2 separate regions of the Gasterosteus aculeatus genome follow, and region 2 is linked to region 1. Evidence: chromatin contacts called from public Hi-C data. All regions are on one chromosome and are shown on one strand. The core of a region is the stretch at or near the end of the contact, and the rest is flanking DNA. Distances in the headings are between cores, read along the strand shown.

Region 1 (5,642 bases), core at 2,329-4,828:
CCCATTCATACACATTACAGAGCTGACTCCTCCCCCTCCTTCTTTGTGCTTCCTTGTCCCGCAGGTAAAAGAGCTAAGACAGCTAAGACGTTGTACTTAGAAAAATACACACACACACAACAGCGCTCTACAGCAGACAACAAGTTTTTCGTAAATCATGGTTTCACATTGCAAAAACAAACCCCATTCTGGTCTGTATACTCGTATAATGTGTTCTAAAGCGGGCTGCCAAACGAGTCTTTTGGCAGCATTAAATCGCGTAGCACCGATTTCTGACAAGTGGACAGCTGTGCCGTTCGTGCTGCTGCTTTGTGGGTTATTGCAGAAACGGATCGAAGCGGTTCGGCTACATGCAGATTGACAGAACAGCCCAAAACAGTTTCACGGTGTAGTAGCGATGTGTTTTTCTGCTCAGAGCAGCCTTTAAATGCTGACTCACTCTCTTCTGGGGCCTACTACCAATAGCCTGGAGCTGTCATCCACAAGCAAGCCTGGATTTACACAAACTGTACATATTATTTCATTTACTACTTGGGTCATGATGCAATTCTTATAATAAAAAGAAGAATATTGAAACAAGCTATAGTGGTTAAGCTGAACTTGGCATTAGATCTCAGCCCCCCAGGCAGAAGGCCAGAATAACGCAGACAGATCTAAAGAAAACGTCCCGTCTTCTCCTGGGATGTGGGACGGAGTCATGTGCGACATTTTCTGACGGAGAATCCTCTTCTGGGTATGATTAGACAGGTGATCGAACAGTGATGAGAAGCGGGCTGAGGGAGGGAGCAGCAGAGAGAAAGCGTCGCCGCAGCCCCACGTTTCCGGACGGCGGTCAGTCGGAGGCTGAACTACCCATTCACAGAACTTTGACTGAAGGGCGCTGGAGATGATTGCCCCTTTGAGCTGCAATCAAAACGCTGCTTGGGCTTGTGGGCCGATGAGTGTGCAGCATCAAACACTCTACCCTCTCTCATTCCCACCCCCCCTGCACCCCACCATTAATTTTCCGTGCATTCAGTGGATGCCTAGCAGCTGCTGGTAATTAAAGGACTTTAGAGGCTCACACGCCACTGAGTCAGAGGAAGAAGAAAGCAGGGAAGACAGACACGCTGCTCCTGACCAGCTCACCGCCTCCTCTGCATTCTCTCATTCTCTCTCAAATCAAGCTAGTTTTCCTCCTATGTTCCTGATTAGCCACCTTAGAATGCTCGTACTTCAACGAGCATACACAGCCAGACTAGACCAGACTCAAGAAAAGATGGAGGGGGACACAATGTCTGTAGCAAGCAGAACCACCTCTGAAGTGTAGAAGAGCTTTTTCCAGAGGGAAGAATGTCATAATGGGAGACAATTTAGCAGTGGGCCGAAACGAGTGTTCACACCTACTGGCTGAATGAGGTGCAACATGGGAGAGGGGTAAAGGTCATTTTATAAAATCAACAATGGATTTAGGGAGAAAGGGGCAGAAGGAAGCGGCAGCGTCAGAGCTGTGCATGGCACCGCGGCTGGCAAGGGATTTGGTGTGAGTGGGGGCTCTTCACCGGGAAGGCGCAGCTGCTTTTCTCCAGCAGTATCAGGCACTAATACGACGGCTGCTAGTAATACAAATGTGATTTTATAGCCCATTTCATACTGTGCTTTAAAATACAGAAAAAAAAGACTGGGAATGAATGTTTAAAAACAAATACAAACCGTCACAATTAATCATTGGACATAAAATTCTCATCAACTCATCAACAATAATCATATAAAATAAAACATCCGCACCCAGATATGTTCTTCTTTTGTTGGTTTCGTTGTATATTGGTACAGTCTATATGCTAAACCCATAATACCCCTTCAGACTCATTAGGTATTATCACATTTTAACTGTAATTTGTCATTATGTGCAGTTACCAGACACAAAATTTACCGTTTCCATCAAGTATCTTGAAATAACAAATTACTACCTGCAACTCTGATACATCATCCTCATTTGACTGCTGCTTCCCATTCAAGATGGCACGATGAGATGTTTTTTTTTTTAATGAACGCCTTTGTCCCTTCTGATCGACGCCTACCTTGAAATTATTTTGTTCCAAATAGATATAATAGAGATGTGACGTGAATCAGAGGCCACCACCAGCCCACCATCTGGGCTCCAGGGACATTGAAGTTACATACAACTCAGACACTACAGCTCGTATTATCATATTTAAATGATGTATTAGGTATGTCATTTTACGGACGCTTTGTCTACAGCAGATTGACCTCAATAAGGCACTCTAAGGCCCTATTCACGCATTTGCATCGTCTTCATTTAAATATCTTTTCCCCTTTGCAGCAACTCAGCCACAGCTGACAGGGGCCCCGTCACACTCATTGCAGGCTCAAGACACATAAAGGGGTATTAGGACCAGAGTCAGGTGGCACCAAGGTCTACTGTGCTGAGAGAGCAGATGGCTGATCTGACGTGAAATGCGGCGCTGACCTTTCCTCCCTCGCAGCACAGTACGGCGGTCGGGCCGAGTGCCTGCGTACGATCTCAAAAATCGAACCCAGGTGCGTGCACATCCATGCGCACACATCTACTCGCAAGCCCACACGCAACCTACTCCCTGGCGGCCTTTGCACAATAAACAGCTGTTCCCTCTTCACAGCAGCGTTCGCCACACAGCAGCTTAAAAAAAACAACGTATCACCACCCCTGACCCGCAGCAGATCTGAATTATTTTGGTTCCACTTTCTACCACACCGACAGAAAAATCATGTGATTAACAGTAAAGCACAAAGGCTAATGTTGTGGTAAATTATCCCTCTGTGAAGGCACGCACACGGTAAAGAATATAAGGCTTTAGCCACCCTCTCCAGCACCTCGGCAGAAACATGCTGAATTACCTTGTCACTAGGCAATTATTTGGCCTGTCCCAGCGTTGGAGTGATGTAAATTACTTTAAGTGCACTTTGCAGGGGCCGCCATCACGATAATGATGATTGCGGCGGGGCTCTGACACACAAATATTCAGCTATACCTTTAGAGAGAGTGGCTGCATTCAGCAAGGGATGTAAGTGTGGAATTCAACACACAACTGCAAAGGAGAAGCCCAGACCGATGAGAGTGAATGTTTGTGCTGAGGAAACAAAGGCGGGAGCGATGGAAGCGAAGATGGGAGACTTCTTTAGCAGTAAGCTGCATTTATCTTGTGTCTGCATTTATATAACCTCTCCATTATATTGTCTTACTATGATCAGTTCAATTCACAGATTAGTATCATACCCAAAATATAATTGATACGCACGTTTTCCTATGGCTTTCTAGAAGTTAGTCTCGTTGCAGTAACCCTTTATTTCCAGCAGGTGTCACTCATGGCTTCTATGCCTATTCTTAAGTCAATATTGCTTAAATTGCTCTCATTTGTGGTAAATGTTGAACAAAATCTGTGGAAAGTACGTGTAAACGATGATTGAGGGGTACTCACATGTTATGCAGGACACACCAGCCGCAGTGCGGGTCCCCGGAGCTCAAACACTCTCCACAGGTGCCGTACTGCTCACATGACTCGATGGGAACTTGGGTAACCTAAAAAGCACATGAAAGGATCAGGATCAGAGTGCAGGCAGAGCAACAAACATCACTACATGTACACACAAAGAAGCCTCTGGGTATGTGTGCGCGCGTGTGTGTATATATGGTGTTTCGTGTTGATGGATTATGTATGGGGGGGGGGGATGCGCCTCTAATGTTTGGGTGCCTCAGTGTGTCAATGCGTGAGACGTCAACTGCACAGGCAACTGTTTCCTTTATCTCAAGCCAGAGAAACAGAAGTGAGCAGGTGGGTTCAGTTGGCCACAGAAAGCTGTCGCTCTGCCATCAGTAGGCTTTTGTCTTGCCTGTCCAAAAACACTTTCCTATGGAAGAGTAGTGACGGACATACCTTCTCCAGTCTGATTTTTTCCAATTTGAAATTGAACGACGGGGTTATTTTTCAGGGGAAGGTTGCAATGAACAAGCAACGTTTGTTAAGATCGATTTCATTAAACAAATAGATACGCAGAATCATTTAAAATCGGAAAAATAATTCGTTATGTTGTACTGAGGGTTATTTAAATGAACCGAGCAGAAAATTCAAAGCTAAACATATTGGAAGGGTCAACAGCAAAGTATTTGAATAAGCAGTTAGAGCCCAAAGTAAACACACTGCAGGCTACTCCACACAGGGCTGCCCAACAGCCATCATTTGAATGAAGAACAAACAGCCATGCGCTCATGTGCAGTTGACATTACAATTACACAAATACAGGGTTGATCATTTACATTATGTGAAGACAACAGAGTAGAGAAGCACGAAAAATCAAACCACACATCTCAGCGAGGCAACTAGCTGAGTTGTTGTGTGATCCACCGGCTGGGCCTTTTCTCAGCTGCTTCATAACATGCACTCATCCGTCTGTCAGTTATATATAATGAGTGTGTGTGTGTGCGGGTGAATCTAGCTGTGTGTCTGTCCGTCTGCCAGACAAGGTTCTGCTCAGCCACATGGCACTCAGTCTGTTTGAGTAGAGGTCTGTGCGATCTGGAGGTCAGTTTGTGTCGCTGAGTGTGTGTGTGTGTGTGTCTTTAAGTGTCCGGCGTCGTGGGGCGGCCGCCGTCGTACGTGCATCAAGAAACCTGCACAGCATAATGACCAGATGCAGCAGAGGAGTAAGACTCTGGTAGAGATTAGTTTTTTAAGTCCTGGCAGTCTCATTGTTGTATAACGACGGCACACTCTGACAAGGCGCCCAGTTCAGCCTAAACCTCAATGCTTCTGCGCAAAATGTGGTGAGTGAACGAAGGTGCTCATTACACGTTTCAAGTGTTTCCCGAACCCCATGCAAATCGCCCACAACTGGGGGATATTAATTGCTAGTTGCACCGCGGGCTGGAATTAACTGTCAGCTATAGGAATAGATAACAGCTGGGTGTCCATCAGAGGTTTTTCCTTATTGCATCCTTATTAAAAACAAACAAACAGCTGACAGCAACATTTGTAACATGCGCTTATTATTGCATGGCCTCTGAAAAGCTTTCATTGGAAAAACTGTCACTTGCTGTGAAAAGAGTGCTGCAGGAATGAGTCCAAAAACCTGCATGTAAGGTTGTGTTTTTGCCTTTTTTGTTCCCTCGTCTCAAAGCCAATAAGTTTTTCAAATACATTTTTGATTCAATGCCTAACATGAGGTCTCCAGTTAGCATAAGCTTAAGATATTTTGACATGTTTTTCGACAATGAGAAATATGTTCGTAAACACGCTTTCTTGAGTTTTTAAGCGTTTTTAAGCGTGTTTTTAAAATGGACCTTTTTTTTACCGTTTTAGGATTGTATTCACACACAAAAATCCCAAACGTGTTGCTCATTTGTGAAGATAAACATCTCATTGAACAAAACGTGCAAGTATAGAAAACGTTGGTTCGCCTCAGAGCTTATTTTCTGCAATTATTCTAATTTCCCTTTTTTACCAGGGAACCGGTGGCACGCTAACTTCAGTGCTGGCTCACAGAACGACATCCACTCTGCAGCAACATGCGCTCCAGCCCATATCTATCCAATGTTTTGTCTTTGCTCAATAACCGTCCACCTGTCGGCCTGCTGGTCCTAAACCCTGCGGCAACAGAGAGACGGG
Region 2 (5,642 bases), core at 2,151-4,650, 88 kb after region 1:
AATTGCATTAAAACAAACACTCGCTATTTGTACACTGGGGCGGACAGAAAGGGGAGGACCTGTATCTGTGGGAGAACGAGTCGGTGAACTCACAAAAGCACCATTATCTGCATGTGTCGGCCGTGTTTGCATGTGTGTGTAAGCAAAAGACAGTTGGGGCAGTGGGGAGGGGGGGGGGGGGGGGGTGGGGGGTTGTTTAGAATACCCCGCCGCTGAGTGCATTCTCAGTATTCACTCATTAAGAAATAGGTCAAGGATTCTGCATGCGTATCGACTTGTCAAAATCTCTCAAGCTAAACTGTGGTGAGTCCGGCTGCCTTAAGGGGGGGAATCCGAAGGGGAGCGGGCAGTGTGCGCTGTGCGAGTGCTGGTGGTGACACACACAGACACACAGAGGCAGCAACAACACATTCAGTGGTGAATCATGCAGTTAAAAAATTTGTTGGTAATGTCATCTTGGTTGTTGAGTGGTCCAAGTGGAAAAGAGGCCGTGTGCTCGCATTGTGGCCCCACAATTAACTCAGCTCCTCGTTAAGGCTCCTTCCTGTTCATCAACAGAGGACGCTCTCGAGCCACGCGCGCCTTCCATCAGCGGAGTGCGCCCCGCGTATACTGATGGAGGCCGACGGTGGCTGCGGTAACTATGGCGATAGGCAGCCTTGTGCGGCTGGATGGAATTTCATAGTCCGAGAGGCAAGATGAAATGTTTGAGATCCTGCACAATCCTGACTATCCTGCGTTTGAGGACTGCTGAAAACACCACTACTAAAGAATACAAGACCGGATGATTCCCCCTGGGCACATGTGGATACCATAAGTCGTAAAGGACAGAATATCTTGCACACCGCACAGTTGCACAGTAAAGCCGATCGAAAACACAGAGAGCGGCGGGGAAACATCAACCGTTGCTCCACAAAAGCTGGACCTAGGTTTTTCCAGTTCAAGCAATTTCTTTCCAGTTTGGTGAGGGTAACATATTGATTGGACGAACGTGTGATCTTCTGCAGAGGCTCGCTCGGACGGCGTGCCTTCAAAGGCCTCACTTTGCCATTGATTCACTGAGTTGCACCCTGAAAATCTTTGCTTATATCCTTCTCGATTTAAGAAAGAAGGCGAATGGCCCGTGATTCATTGCATTCTGAAAAGAACTGAGCTTATCAAGAATAACTTTGATAACAGCTATTGTACAATGTTGTCTTTAAAAGGGATTTTAAAGGTTACCATCCGTTAATTTTGGACATTTTTTAACGAAGCTGTGAACTGCTGTGTAAAATGTTGCATATAAGAACAGCCAATTGGTCAGAGGGACTGATTGTGCAGCAGCATCACCGCACTCTCAGAGAATGTGTCCCCCCCCCCATTAGATTGGAGTTAATTAGGTGAATATAATCACCATGTGATAATCAAACCAATGCTGAGTGCTGGTTTGTTCTTCCAAAGGCAGCAATTTCCACCCTGGTGGCTGCTTTGGGGTCAAACTGCTGTTTCACTTTGAGATGGATATTAAAATAATGATGAGAGCGGGTCACGCTTCACATGCACCAAAACCATGATCTCACCAAGAAGGAACGGGTTTTGATTGCACGAGCAGAGGGATTAATATGCTACCCGACAACCGCGGCAGATGCAAGTTATTTTCATGCAAATGTAAGGCAATTTCCTACTTAAGACAACATTTATTTTCTTTAGAGTCATTGTCACGGCTGCCCGCCGGAGCGCTGGCAGCCCGACAGAATGAAGATTTGTAGGTGCATCTGCTGAATTGGGACGGAGGAGGTCTAGCGCCAATCTGGGATCCTAAATTGATGCCAGTTGGCGACAATTTTATCAGATTGTTTGAGGTTTGGTTGTTGTTGCAATTTGGGCTTGCATCACTTAAGAAGAGAACAAACCAGCACGAATTGTTTAGACGGTGGGAACTCACAGACTATCACTGACCGTTTGAAACTAATTCACAGCACATTTGTTTTTAGGCGTATAATAACAGACAAATATAGCAGTGTGATTGGACTCCAGGTTCACTTGTTGCAGTCCCAGACACAGATCCAGATCTGCAGCCCACCAACAGCCACTATAACACCTCTAAAATACAGTTCCAGGTGTAATCTGAAGGGTTGCGTGAATATTGATCAAGTGGATACTATGGGGAATATCTTTGAGGTTTTGCCCCCAAAATCAAGGTCAGTTAAATTTAAATCATTCAAAATTGTGATGGTTGTTACCCTAAAAATAAATACTACTGGTCAACCAACTGCATTAAATAGTCCAAAAAACGATTTCACAAACACAAACCAAAAAGCAGCTCGTCAGTATGGCTGTTGGCAACTGATCCTCTCTGTAGAACAGATTATAGCAAATCTCTAATAAATGAGAATAAAGCATAAATGGCAGTAGAGATTCCAGTTCAACACCAGCAGTGTCCACTGTAGCTGTAATGACCGTGATCCATTGAACGGTGTCACATCATCAGCACCACACAGTCAAAGTCTAATGTATTATATTCATATATTCACTGCATATTTACACATGTTGAAAACCGGCTGCGACCTCAAAAAGGGAATCGCGCGCAGGCTAGAAAGGAAAATGTCGAAAAATGTCTGTCTGCAGTGTCGGAAATAAGCACACAATTGCCCAGCTATGTTGCTGTAGTTTGCGAGGTGAACCAATATTTACACATTGCAGAGCCTATTTGAGGCTTAACGAGCATTGACCGTCACTCACCTCTTCATTTAAGCTGGATGTCCCGGTCGTCCTGCTCCTTCCGGCGCGGCGGCTCGTCCTCTGGCTCGTTACTGATGGACCTCACATCCACTGTAACAATTTTTTTTTTTTTTTTTTTAAATGAACAAACGCTACAAAACCTCGCTTTTCGGATGACGCTTTAAACGAGCTCACGTTCACTTCTCCTTCCAAATTCCTTTAACACATCTGTTCTCGGGACGCGTTAAGCGTGCGAAGGCGGCGTCATTCATTCAAGTGCGCGTCTATTAAAAAGAAGCATTTTTTTTTTTATCGCCGCGAGTGACCGGAAATTCGGCGCGTGAACTTCGCGGCGGGGCTGACCGACCCTCCTTAGTGTCGCCCGACTCACGCCGTTTCCGTGAAGCGGCGCATTCCTTCAGTTCAGGGGGGTTTGAGCGTCCTCCGGGCGGGGGGGGGCGGCAACGGAGCGTCCGGGGCTCGCGACCGAGTCCGGCGGGGTAGAATTCGCGGCGAGGCGCGCGCTCAGACCGACAGCGTTGCTTTCTCACGGGGCTCCGCCGTACTGACGGAGATTAGCGGCTCCATCAGTATACAGTACAGTGCGCGCGCGTGTGTGTGTGTGTGTGTGTGTGTGTACGCTGCCTGCCTGCCTGCACACTGGCACACTGCGCGTTTAAACCCGGCCCCCCTCACACCCCGGCTCATTATGGCGTTAACTGTTTCCGCCCAAAGAAAAACGATGAATAATGGATACATTTTTTTTTATAGAAAAAAGATTTCGAGGGGGATTTCTGAAATGCAATCCTAATACAACATTTAGGATTGTACCGGGAAGGAAATCGTTTGGAGCACTCGGTTAAATAAAACACATCAACATAAAAAAACATTTGCAATGTTCCGAACATGTAACCAAAGGAAGAAAAAAAAACTCGATACCAAAAAAGTTACATTAAGTATCTAACGAACTCATTCTAATTTAAAGTTTTGATAATTCTCTGTGGGATGATTCACACATTTCATATGCATTCCCTCTGGAAATATTTGTAAACGACGTTATGATTTAGACCATGAATATTGACATATAGCTGACAATTGCGTTGTGTATAGAAAAATAAAATGTTCTTCCAGAGTTCGTCTGCGCAACACCTCAGTATACTTGCACTCCCATCTAACTCTGTTCCTGTTAGAATACTGCCATCTTTAGACCAAACTGAGAACATGCTGAGCTACAGGCCATCATCATCTGTCACATTTTGATTCGCTTCAGCTCATATACCTATTTATTACATGACTTACCATTCGAATTGATTGTGCAAACTTCAGAGATAATAATCCCCCCAAAAACTGAGTGGTCAAAGCCTTGACGTTGTTCTTTTAAATTGCCTTAGCAACCGTTCCCTCCATCTGCTTCTTCTTTGTCTTGGTCTTTGAGAGCAGAAAACATCAAATTCTATTAAATGCTACACATAGGTAGTTGCCTATCATCCCCTTTTTATTTCTATATATATATATATATATGCTTGCGTGGTTTCCTCTAACCCCTGTTAGAGCATGACTCTAAATTGCCCGTAGGTGTAAATGTGAGCCTTATTAGTTGTGTCAGCCTTCCGATAGTCTTGCGACGACTCCCTGTGCATTCGCCCAATGTCAGCTGGGATTCGGCTCCAGACGCCCTTTCACCCTGAAAAGCATGAGAAGTTAGGGATAGTGGATTGGTTGATGGATATACAGTATATACATCCCCATGTTTTCTATTATAGTTATCTTTGTCCTTACTGGTTTAGAAAATGATGACAAAAAAAAGTAGGCTATCCACATTCCCTGATGCATCAATAATGCAGAGTGGGGAAAAGGAAGCCAGTGTCTGCCATCAAAAGTATTGCAAAACTGCCAGGAGGAGAAAGATCTGGAAAAACCAACGTAAGTACACTAAAAGCACAGCGCCCACTTAAAGACAGGGTCAATATCTGGAGGCTGTCCACCGCACTACCAACCAAATGGCTCTTACTCAACCCCGGCAAGCAGGGGTAATCAAACACAGTCTTTTCCAATCCATTACTCACAGCCCTGTTTGGAGAAGCCCTGTTTGGTACAAGCTGTGATTTGTTTGATCGGAGTATAATTCAATTGATATTGAAAGAACAGGTTGCACAGAACTGTCTCTAAGATGTTCTGCCTCTTCCTGAAGACAAAACTGATGGTTATTGCAGTACAACGATCAGTCACGACTGCCGGTAGAGTGGCTTTATTTGACTTCTTAAAGTCATTAGTAAAAAAAGATGAATGCAAAGTGTAGCTTTCCTTGAATCATCATATGGAACGGAACATTGTATACATTTTATCTCTTTTTCAATCATGCAAAAGTATCATGTGTGAGGCTATCGAGCAGGCATATTCATACTTGCGTGCGTGTGTTTCCTGCTCAGCTCTGGGTCTTTGCTCCTCTAAACAGCTTGATTTCATGCAAAGATGCAGCGTTTATGCTCATAACGTACCTATTGTCACTTTACCTCTATTGAAGACCTGACTGCTACCTGCGCTGTGTCAAGATGGGCCAGGGTAATTCAATGAGTCACTTTCAGTCTCAGAGCCCCCCCCCCTGCACCTGAAGTAAAAGCACAGATCATTGGTCATTAGTGTTTTCAGATAAGAAAGCCATTGGCCACTTTATGTGTTTACATTTGGAATCTGACTTTGTAGAGATCGTTTTTGTGGAGGCAAGAAACTAATGGGATTAAAAGCCTACGGCGGGTTAGAAGGTTAAACTGCTGGAATTACGACCGTGCGATGTGCAGTACCTACTGTTTATCTCTGAACGTACGTGGGCGGCTGGGTGCGTGCAAAGAGGGGGAGTTACTGCTGCAGAGCATTTGTGACAGGGGATGGAGAGGGGTAGATCGCGGCAAAGCACAAAGCTTATTTGTAGGAAGATCAGTTTG

Evidence for each region. A called contact is a pair of places that touch in the nucleus more often than the background predicts.
Region 2: a contact with region 1 is called in a Hi-C map of liver, with 4 times the contacts expected there. The contact joins the promoter of plxna2 here to the enhancer-like site in region 1. A contact is called at or near these places in 5 of 6 Hi-C or Micro-C datasets (liver, skeletal muscle, tail fin and 1 more).

What each region holds. Positions count from the first base shown.
Region 1 is chr2:7,722,298-7,727,939 of fGasAcu3.hap1.1, forward strand. It overlaps plxna2 (plexin A2), which reads right to left. Exons shown (of 32, transcript XM_040193259.2): 5 at 3,459-3,559. Among protein-coding and RNA genes, the nearest start is that of LOC144388432, 77 kb to the left of the region's middle. Within about 2 kb of position 3,579, at least 1 of the 9 cell types and tissues checked has open chromatin away from gene starts, as enhancers often do. A contact at or near this core is called in liver, where this site is marked.
Region 2 is chr2:7,810,135-7,815,776 of fGasAcu3.hap1.1, forward strand. It overlaps plxna2 (plexin A2), which reads right to left and starts at 3,401. Exons shown (of 32, transcript XM_040193259.2): 1 at 2,722-3,401.